Regions from separate parts of the Mus musculus genome. Here region 2 is linked to region 1. Evidence: chromatin contacts called from public Micro-C data. All regions are on one chromosome and are shown on one strand. The core of a region is the stretch at or near the end of the contact, and the rest is flanking DNA. Distances in the headings are between cores, read along the strand shown.

Region 1 (3,440 bases), core at 194-2,693:
GGAATGAGAAGGTGACAGAACATTGCCTAGTGAGTTAGGATTCTCCTTAGGGAGACCCGCTCTGTCCAAGTGTCACAGGGGACTGGGATTTCCTTTTAGAGGTCCTTGGTCAATAATAAGATAACCTTAAAATGGACTCTGAAGGAAATTCAAAGTCCATTTTATTACAGTTTGAGGAAAAAAACCCACAGGACAGATAGGCTGGAAATCATGGCAGGGGCTTTGGAGAGGAGGTAGGAAGATCAGGGGAGTCGGCCAGGCCTTTGAATTAGGGTCAGGTATGGGAGTCTGGAAGCCACTATAGAAGTGGGATTATGTAGTCTTCACAGAAAACAGTGACTAGGCAAAAATCTTAAGATTTTGGTTGGTATTCAGTGGAGAGATAGAAAGCTGGGGTGGCAGTGGGGTTAGGCTTTATGGTTAGAACTGTAAAGTTCAGAAAGCTTGGCACTGGAGATCTGCAAACAACCGCACAGATGGAGGGGCTTCCGGGTGCTACAAGTAGAGGGACTGCCAGGGGCAACCAGGGGTGACCTCCTGACCGGGAGATTGATGGGCCTGGTTGGGTTCAGTAGTTTACAGTGTTCTAATCATTGAGGTGTGTGGAAATACTATCCATTCCTCAGACCAGCAGGAAGCGTCTTTGCCTTCATCAGCCTCAGTAAAATCCAGTACTCCAACCTTTTCACTTGGTGAATGGGAGGTGAGGCCCCAAACTGACCATGAGCTAGGCATCTGCCCTTAATGCCCTCCGAGCCTGCTACTGTGGGTCTGGAGCCTGATGCCAGCCAGGAACGGGTCTGGGGGATGGGAGACGGGAAGATAGCTAGAGGCGAGGAGACGGAGAGAGGGAAGCAGAAGAAGTGGAGTAGGACCATCAGCAGAGGAGTCCACAACGGAAGGGGCTGAGGCTTGCAGAGAGGGGAGAAGTCCCAGGACACGCGGCGTGGCAGCGTGAGGAGGAGGTCCGGTGAGAGCGACCTTCTTAGGAGGAACAGCACTTTTTCCTGGAGAGGACACCGGGATAGTCTCACGCTGGAATAGTAGGAGAGTGAAGGAAAGAAAACACCTTCAGTTCAGCAGAGAGCCCACAGACTAGGTGACTTCAGAAAGGCAGGAGCCAGACGGCAAGGGTGAGGAGGAAAACTCGACTGGCAGGAAGTGGAGGTGGGCACAGGAGACCAGGCTTCCTGCTAATAATCCTCCATGTGTCACCCCTCCCCCATCGTCCCTCTGCTGTATACCTGGTTCAACGTTTCCATCCAGATCCAGCTGGTATTACGTTTTCCTAACTTGGCTACGGCCCTGTTATGAACTCATCAGTTTATGAAACGCTTTCTTTGTAGAGAAGGCAAGTTAAAAATGTCAGTGTTAGGTCCAGCCTTCTCCTGTAGCTGTCGTGAGGAAGCCCATGCTGTCTTCAGCTTTCCAATGCTGTGGCAGGCTAAGGAGGTTTTCATACCGTATCTGAACTTAGTCTGAGAAAAGACCCCGGTTTACCTGGACTGTTTATGTATAGGAAAGCCATGAGCTGAATATTAAAAGAGAATTGTAAAACCAACGCCCCTGCCAATGAAAAGCAACCTAAACGAATCTGCTAACTTACATTTGTATTTATGCTTGTAAAGTACACAGGCTGCTGTCTGTGAATCTACTGTTCTTGGAGTCTGATGCTTCGGGAGGCATCTACTCCATTTGCGTCCCACAGCACCATCTGGTGGATGATCTGAGACACTGACCTTTATTTCAAGAACTAATTCTAGACAAATGTTGATCTTTACGGAAAAATGAACAATCTGAGAGTGGTGGTGTATGCCTTTAATATCAGTACTCAGGAGACAGAGGCAGGTGGATCTCTGTCAGTTCAAAGCCAGCCTGGTCTATAGAGAGAGTTCCAGGCCAGCCAGGGGTATATAGTGAGTACCTAGAGGAGGTGTGCACTGGGGGTGGGTTTTGAGGTTTCAAAAATGCTCGTTTCATTCTCAGTCAGCTCTCTGTGCCTCACAATGCTTGTAGATCAAGATGTAAGCTGTAAGCTAACTGTGTCATCGCTATGCCTGCCTGTCTGCTTGCTGCCATGCTCCTAGCTATGATGGTCATAGACTCACCATCTCAGAAACTCAAAGGAACAAAACTCTTTAAAAGGCCTTCTACTGGCTAAGAGTAATATTCATTCTTTTGTGTAATATTACCCTTAGGATCCCTAGTGAAGGGACATGCTAAGATTCCTATGATTTTTACTGATGCTCATAGGTAGAACTGGGAGCTTGGGAAAGAAACCAGGTGTGTGCACTGATTCCAGATGTAGACATCAGAGCTCAGGCTGCCATGGCTGTTTTCATGTCACCAAGAATCCCTTGGGAACACGGGATTTCTTATGTATCCGTCTTTTCCCCTTTGCCTGTTAGCGGCAGGTAGGGCAGCTCCGACCAGGAATTCTAGCATTTTGTATATGATTCATGGCAGGTTCCTATGTTGCTTCCCTGTGATCATGTGAACAAACTAAGAGTTCAAAGAGTAGCACTGTCAAAATAGGGGTGTTTGCTAAGAGGAGGTGGGGTGTGGCACGGGCCTAGGGCAGCCTGCCACATTAATGGAGAGAGACAGGAGCCCATGGTGTTTGTTTGTTTGTTTGTTTTTTCTTTTTTCTGTTTATTTTTTCCCTTTTCTACTTTCTGTTCCATCTTCTTTAAAAAAAAAAAAAAAGCCAGCAACAGGGTAATTGAAGCAAAGCAGAAAATTATTTGGAGAACTGCCTATGGACAGACAAAACCAAAACCTTCTAGGCATTCAATCCAGAGAAGTTGCAGAGAAGCTGAAGCGCTTTAGAGTGTGCTCAAGTGGTGGTGGTCGGGCTTAGTGCTTCTGTGTGCCCAGCCTGCTTGTCCTGCTCCTCAGAGGGTTTAAGTTAGTATGAAGAAAAAAAAATACCAGACTTTCTCTAAAGGAGACAGACAGCCTATCCTGCTGTCCTCATAAGTGAAGACCTGGCCGTAGTTACTGTTATAGAACTGTGATGAAACCCCATGGCCAAGGCAACTTGTAAGGAAGGGGGATTTAGTTTCAGAGAGTGAGTCCATGAGCATCATGGCAGGGAGCAGGCAGGCACTGGGCCTGAGCAGTAGGCCAAGGGCTCACATTCTGATCCACAACACAAGGCAGAGAACGCTAACTAGGAATAGCATGGGCTTTTGAAACCTCAAAGTCACCCCCAGTGACACACCTCCTTCAACAAGGCCACGCCTCCTAATCCTTCCCCAAAAGTTCCAACAACTTGGGACCTCATTCAGGTTTCTGAGCCCATGGGGAGGGGTGGACATTCCTCTTCAAGCCACCACAAGTAGCCCATCCAGGACTACACAGATGGTGGCACAGATGGTGGAATTTGAACTCAGCTCTGGATCTTTTTCACAGAGTTCTTCTTGTCTCCCATCCTCTTA
Region 2 (4,006 bases), core at 713-3,212, 93 kb before region 1:
TGGTTCAGGTTCTGTGAGCCCCCATAGTACCAGGTGAATTGACTCTGGGTCTTTTTGTGACGTCCTTGACCTCTCCAGCTTATTCAGTTGTATCCTCCACGCTTCTACAAGGGTCCCTGAGCTCCACCTGATGTTTGGCTATGGATCTGTTCATCGGCCTCTATCTACTGCTGGATGAACTGTCTCTCAGGAGACAGCTATGCTAGGTTCCTGTCTGCAAGCATAGCAGAGTTTCATTAATAGTGTCATGGGTTAGCTCTCTCATATACATGGGTCTCAAGTTGGGCCAATCATTGGTACTCTTATAGGAAAATAGACACATATTAATATCTGATCAAAGCCAGGCAGTGGTGGAGCACACCTTTAATCCTAGCACTTGGGAGGCAGAGGCAGGTGGATTTCTGAGTTTGAGGCCAGCCTGGTCTACAAAGTGAGTTCCAGGATAGCCAGAGCTACACAGAGAAACCTTGTCTCGAAAAACCAAAACCAAAACCAAACCAAACCAAACCAAAAAAAAACCCCTGATGAACAGTGGTGTCTTAGGAGAAATATATCAAGTTCTGTGAGCCTGTAGAAAGAGGGGAGGGGTTTATGGCAGTAGAAGAGAAATAAGGATTACAAGTGACTGCATGGAAAGACAGTGTTTAACTGGACTTTGAAGAATGAGTTGGGTTCCTGGAAGATAGAAATAAGACTCCCTTCTCTTCCCAGTCTTTATTTGAAAGTATTGAATAGAAAGAAAGCTGTTAGGAAACCTAAGAAAAGAATGGGAGCGAACATTTGCAAGGACCTGATGGTGTGTGGAGTAGTAGGCTGTAGGAGTAGGTTGAAGACAAGTCTGGGATGTTGGAGAGATGGCTCCATCAGTGAAGTGCTTTCCACGTGAGCATGCGGACCTGAGTGTGGAGCTCTAGTACTGTGTAATAGCCAGGCATGAATAGCAGTGCACACCCATAAACCCAGTGGTAAAGATGCAGAGACCAGCAGATCCTTCAGCTCATTATCCAGCTAGTGTAGCCGAATTGCTGAGAGGCCATGTCTTAAAACTAGAATTGACAGGGATTGGGAAGACGCCACCAAGATGGCGTCACATGCTTATGCACACACGTGCAGGCACATCCTCACACATATACTGTACCTGTACTTTCTGGCTTAGTGAAGAGTGCTATGAACATACCACAGTGACATAAGGAGAGCTGACAGTGGCCCTGGACTTAAACATATGTAGTTCAGGTTAGAAGTTGGTCCATTTAAAATGAGGGAGAAGTCCTTGGAGTGACCAGGTTTCAGAAACAAAAGGAAGGAGAGTCAGACAAATAAATACGAATGAATGAATGAATGAATGAATGAATGAGTAATGTTAGAAGAGGCCTGGGGGGAGTTTTTCAAGATTGGGAAGTTGTATTTGGCGACTGCAATGCTCTGCTGGGTCTTGACAGCACACTTAGAAGAGAGTGGGTAGGGCCAAGGCCAGGTGGTGCTGGTTTGGAAAGGAAGGGGCTCAGAATGATGCTGAGAAGTTTCACTGGGAAGGGGAGCAGTAAGAGCACCGTAGGCTGACGCAGCCCAGTTATGGGACGAGGCTTTGGCCTTGCCTCCCAAGCCAGCTTTTGTTTCAGACAGAAGAGTAGGGGAGTACTCAAAGAACAGAGATTGGGTCAGGGAAGTGCATGAGAAAAGGGACAGGACAAGGTCCCAGAGGAATTAAAGTGGCATTAGGAGCTGAGGTGGTTAGTGGGCCTTGGACAGGAGGAAGGATGTCTGTCCTCTCCTTTTGGTTTCTTTTTTCTTTTGTAATTTGGGCAGTGTCTTCTCAAGGAAATGACAAACATTCTGCTGGAGTGAGAGATGGAGACTTGAAGGCTTAGCAATGGTAAGAATCAGGGCTGCAGAATGAGGGTATGAGCAGGGTGTAGCACTTGCTGGGGAACAGGAGACTCAGCATGTCCTCTGACCCTGAGCTGAGGAGAGGAGCCATAGGCTGCCCAAGTATGTGAGCAGGGTAAGAGGCTGCCTCTGTAGGAGTGAGGAGAACACAGCCGGGCAGGCTGACTGGACGCCAGCTGTCCAGCTTACTTCAGACCTGTCAGTTGCCTGACTGCATTGACTTCTCCTTGGGAGGTGAAAGACCTGGAAGGAAGCCGTGTCTGAGGGATGCGGCCCAGCCTGTCATTATGCTGTCCTCTGTCTATTTCCATGGGAAGAGAAACCTTGTGTTTTTGAGGCTTTGTTTAGGAGATTGTCAACGTGTGGAGATTGGCTGCAGTAGTAACACTAATGCTCTTGTTTGTTTTCAGTTGTCACCACAGCCACTTTCCACACTAAAGACTCTAACAGAAAGACCTTAGCCAAAAGTCAGCCATGTGTGACATCCTTTAATTCTTTGGATATTACTTCCTCTAAAGCAAAAAAAGGAAAAGAGAAGGAAATTGCAAAGCTAAAACGACCTACGGCACTGAAAAAGGTAACCCCGAGTCTGGAGATGTTTCTTTATCAGATAATTAAAGGTTTACCTTTTGTATTTCTTGCAAATTAGTTGTGTTTTAGGAAGTAGATGTTGTAATATGCACATGGCTATATGTGACTGATTAATTCAAAACCAGCATTGTATGACAGTCTCCTTGTATGTAAGAAGGCCCTGCATTTTTCTATAATGTTTGAAGAATAAACTGCTAAACATTTCATATTCAAAGTATTAAACCCTTCTTAGAAATAAGTTCAGATCTTTCTTTCCTTGGCATTTTTTTTTCTCTTACATATATATGTGTGTGCAAGCATTTGTGGGCATGCTTGTATGGGGGCCTGCATGTAGAAGCCTAATTAGATCCAGAGTTTTCTCAGTTGCTCTTAACTCTATTCTCCCCAGGCCTCAGACATCTGAGCCAGGCGCTTTGCCTCCTAGCCAGCTAGCCCTGAACCTTTGTAACGGCAATGTATGTTCTGTGTGGAGTAGAGCAGTTTTAGGCCCACCTTTTCACCTTTGTCTTCCTTACCTATAAATTGATGATGATATCTGCTTTGGTTTAGTATTAGAGGGTCAGAATGAGTTAATCCATGCCTGAATAATTGAAAACTGTAGAGTGTAAATCACACAAACTGGAAATCTTACTTGGTCACCTCGGATTTAAAGACGTGCCGTATTTGCTTGTTTGCTTCAGCATCCTGCTTCCCTTCATTTGAAGACGGAGATAGATGATGTGAGTTTGATTGTGACTCTTAGCACTCTCCTTATACGTTCTCCTCAACTTAGTTTCTAAAATAAGTCACCTTTTAACAGGCCATCTTCTATATAGCCAGGTAACACAGCCGACTGGAATCCTCACGGCTGTGCCTGTGTTTCAGTGTAACATTGGAAGAGTTTGTTGCACCTATTTGAAGAGTGACTGGTAATTAAAGAATGCTGTAATGGATTTCAGGTTATTTTGAAAGAAAGAGAGGAGAAGAAGGGGCGTCTGATTGTGGAACATAGTGTTTTGGGAGCCGAGGAGCCAACAGAAACGCATTTGGACCTAACCAATGACTTGCCTCAGGAGACTGTCTCCCAGGAAGGTGAGGAAGCCTAGCTGCGCCTCCAGTAGCAGTTGCACACACTCTTTTATGTATGTTGATTTAGGTGGTTTCTTTTGAAGGCAGATGGCTGAAAGGGTGGGCAGGTGTTCCATAGCAGGTCTCTGACAATTTGGAGGCTCAGATTCATCAATTGTAGTAACATCTCAGGCGTTAGGATCTTCCCAGGGCCTGGGACTACTGGGATGGATGGCCATGAGTTTTTGCTCATCATCTTTTACATATAAAACACTATATATTGGTTATTTGGTTATTTTTTTCCCATAGGACTATTTTAAAAGTACTTTTATTGATTTCTTATTTTGGGGGGGGGATTAGTACATAAAGCACAAGGAATAGAGAGCTGCAAAACAGAGCAAAGATTCTATTCATACCAGCACGCGTGATTCCAACAGATAGGTTCCCATCTAGTACAAGTAGCCACATAGCATTTTGCAGC

Evidence for each region. Hi-C and Micro-C count contacts between places; a contact is called where the count stands out from the background.
Region 2: a Micro-C map of palatal mesenchyme shows a contact between it and region 1, with 2.7 times the contacts expected there. The contact joins two enhancer-like sites. A contact is called at or near these places in 3 of 39 promoter capture datasets (the 3T3-L1 cell line, cranial neural crest and embryonic stem cells), 2 of 15 datasets of contacts at CTCF or cohesin (CD8 T cells and the NIH/3T3 cell line), 11 of 484 Hi-C or Micro-C datasets (the BV-2 cell line, the G1E-ER4 cell line, the HPC-5 cell line and 7 more), 4 of 115 datasets of contacts at active chromatin or transcription factors (the SCID.adh cell line, acute myeloid leukemia, bone marrow-derived macrophages and 1 more) and 3 of 9 other capture datasets (adipose tissue, liver and pancreatic islet).

The regions. Positions count from the first base shown.
Region 1 is chr2:125,658,449-125,661,888 of GRCm38.p6, reverse strand. All of the region lies in intron 6 of Shc4 (SHC (Src homology 2 domain containing) family, member 4), which reads left to right. Among named protein-coding and RNA genes, the nearest start is that of Eid1, 13 kb to the left of the region's middle. Within about 2 kb of position 1,443, at least 63 of the 459 cell types and tissues checked have an H3K27ac peak or open chromatin away from gene starts, as enhancers often do. A contact at or near this core is called in palatal mesenchyme, where this site is marked.
Region 2 is chr2:125,751,272-125,755,277 of GRCm38.p6, reverse strand. Secisbp2l (SECIS binding protein 2-like) reads left to right here. Exons shown (of 18, transcript NM_177608.3): 12 at 2,298-2,464; 13 at 3,417-3,549. Among named protein-coding and RNA genes, the nearest start is that of Shc4, 29 kb to the right of the region's middle. Within about 2 kb of position 1,962, at least 4 of the 459 cell types and tissues checked have an H3K27ac peak or open chromatin away from gene starts, as enhancers often do. A contact at or near this core is called in palatal mesenchyme, where this site is marked.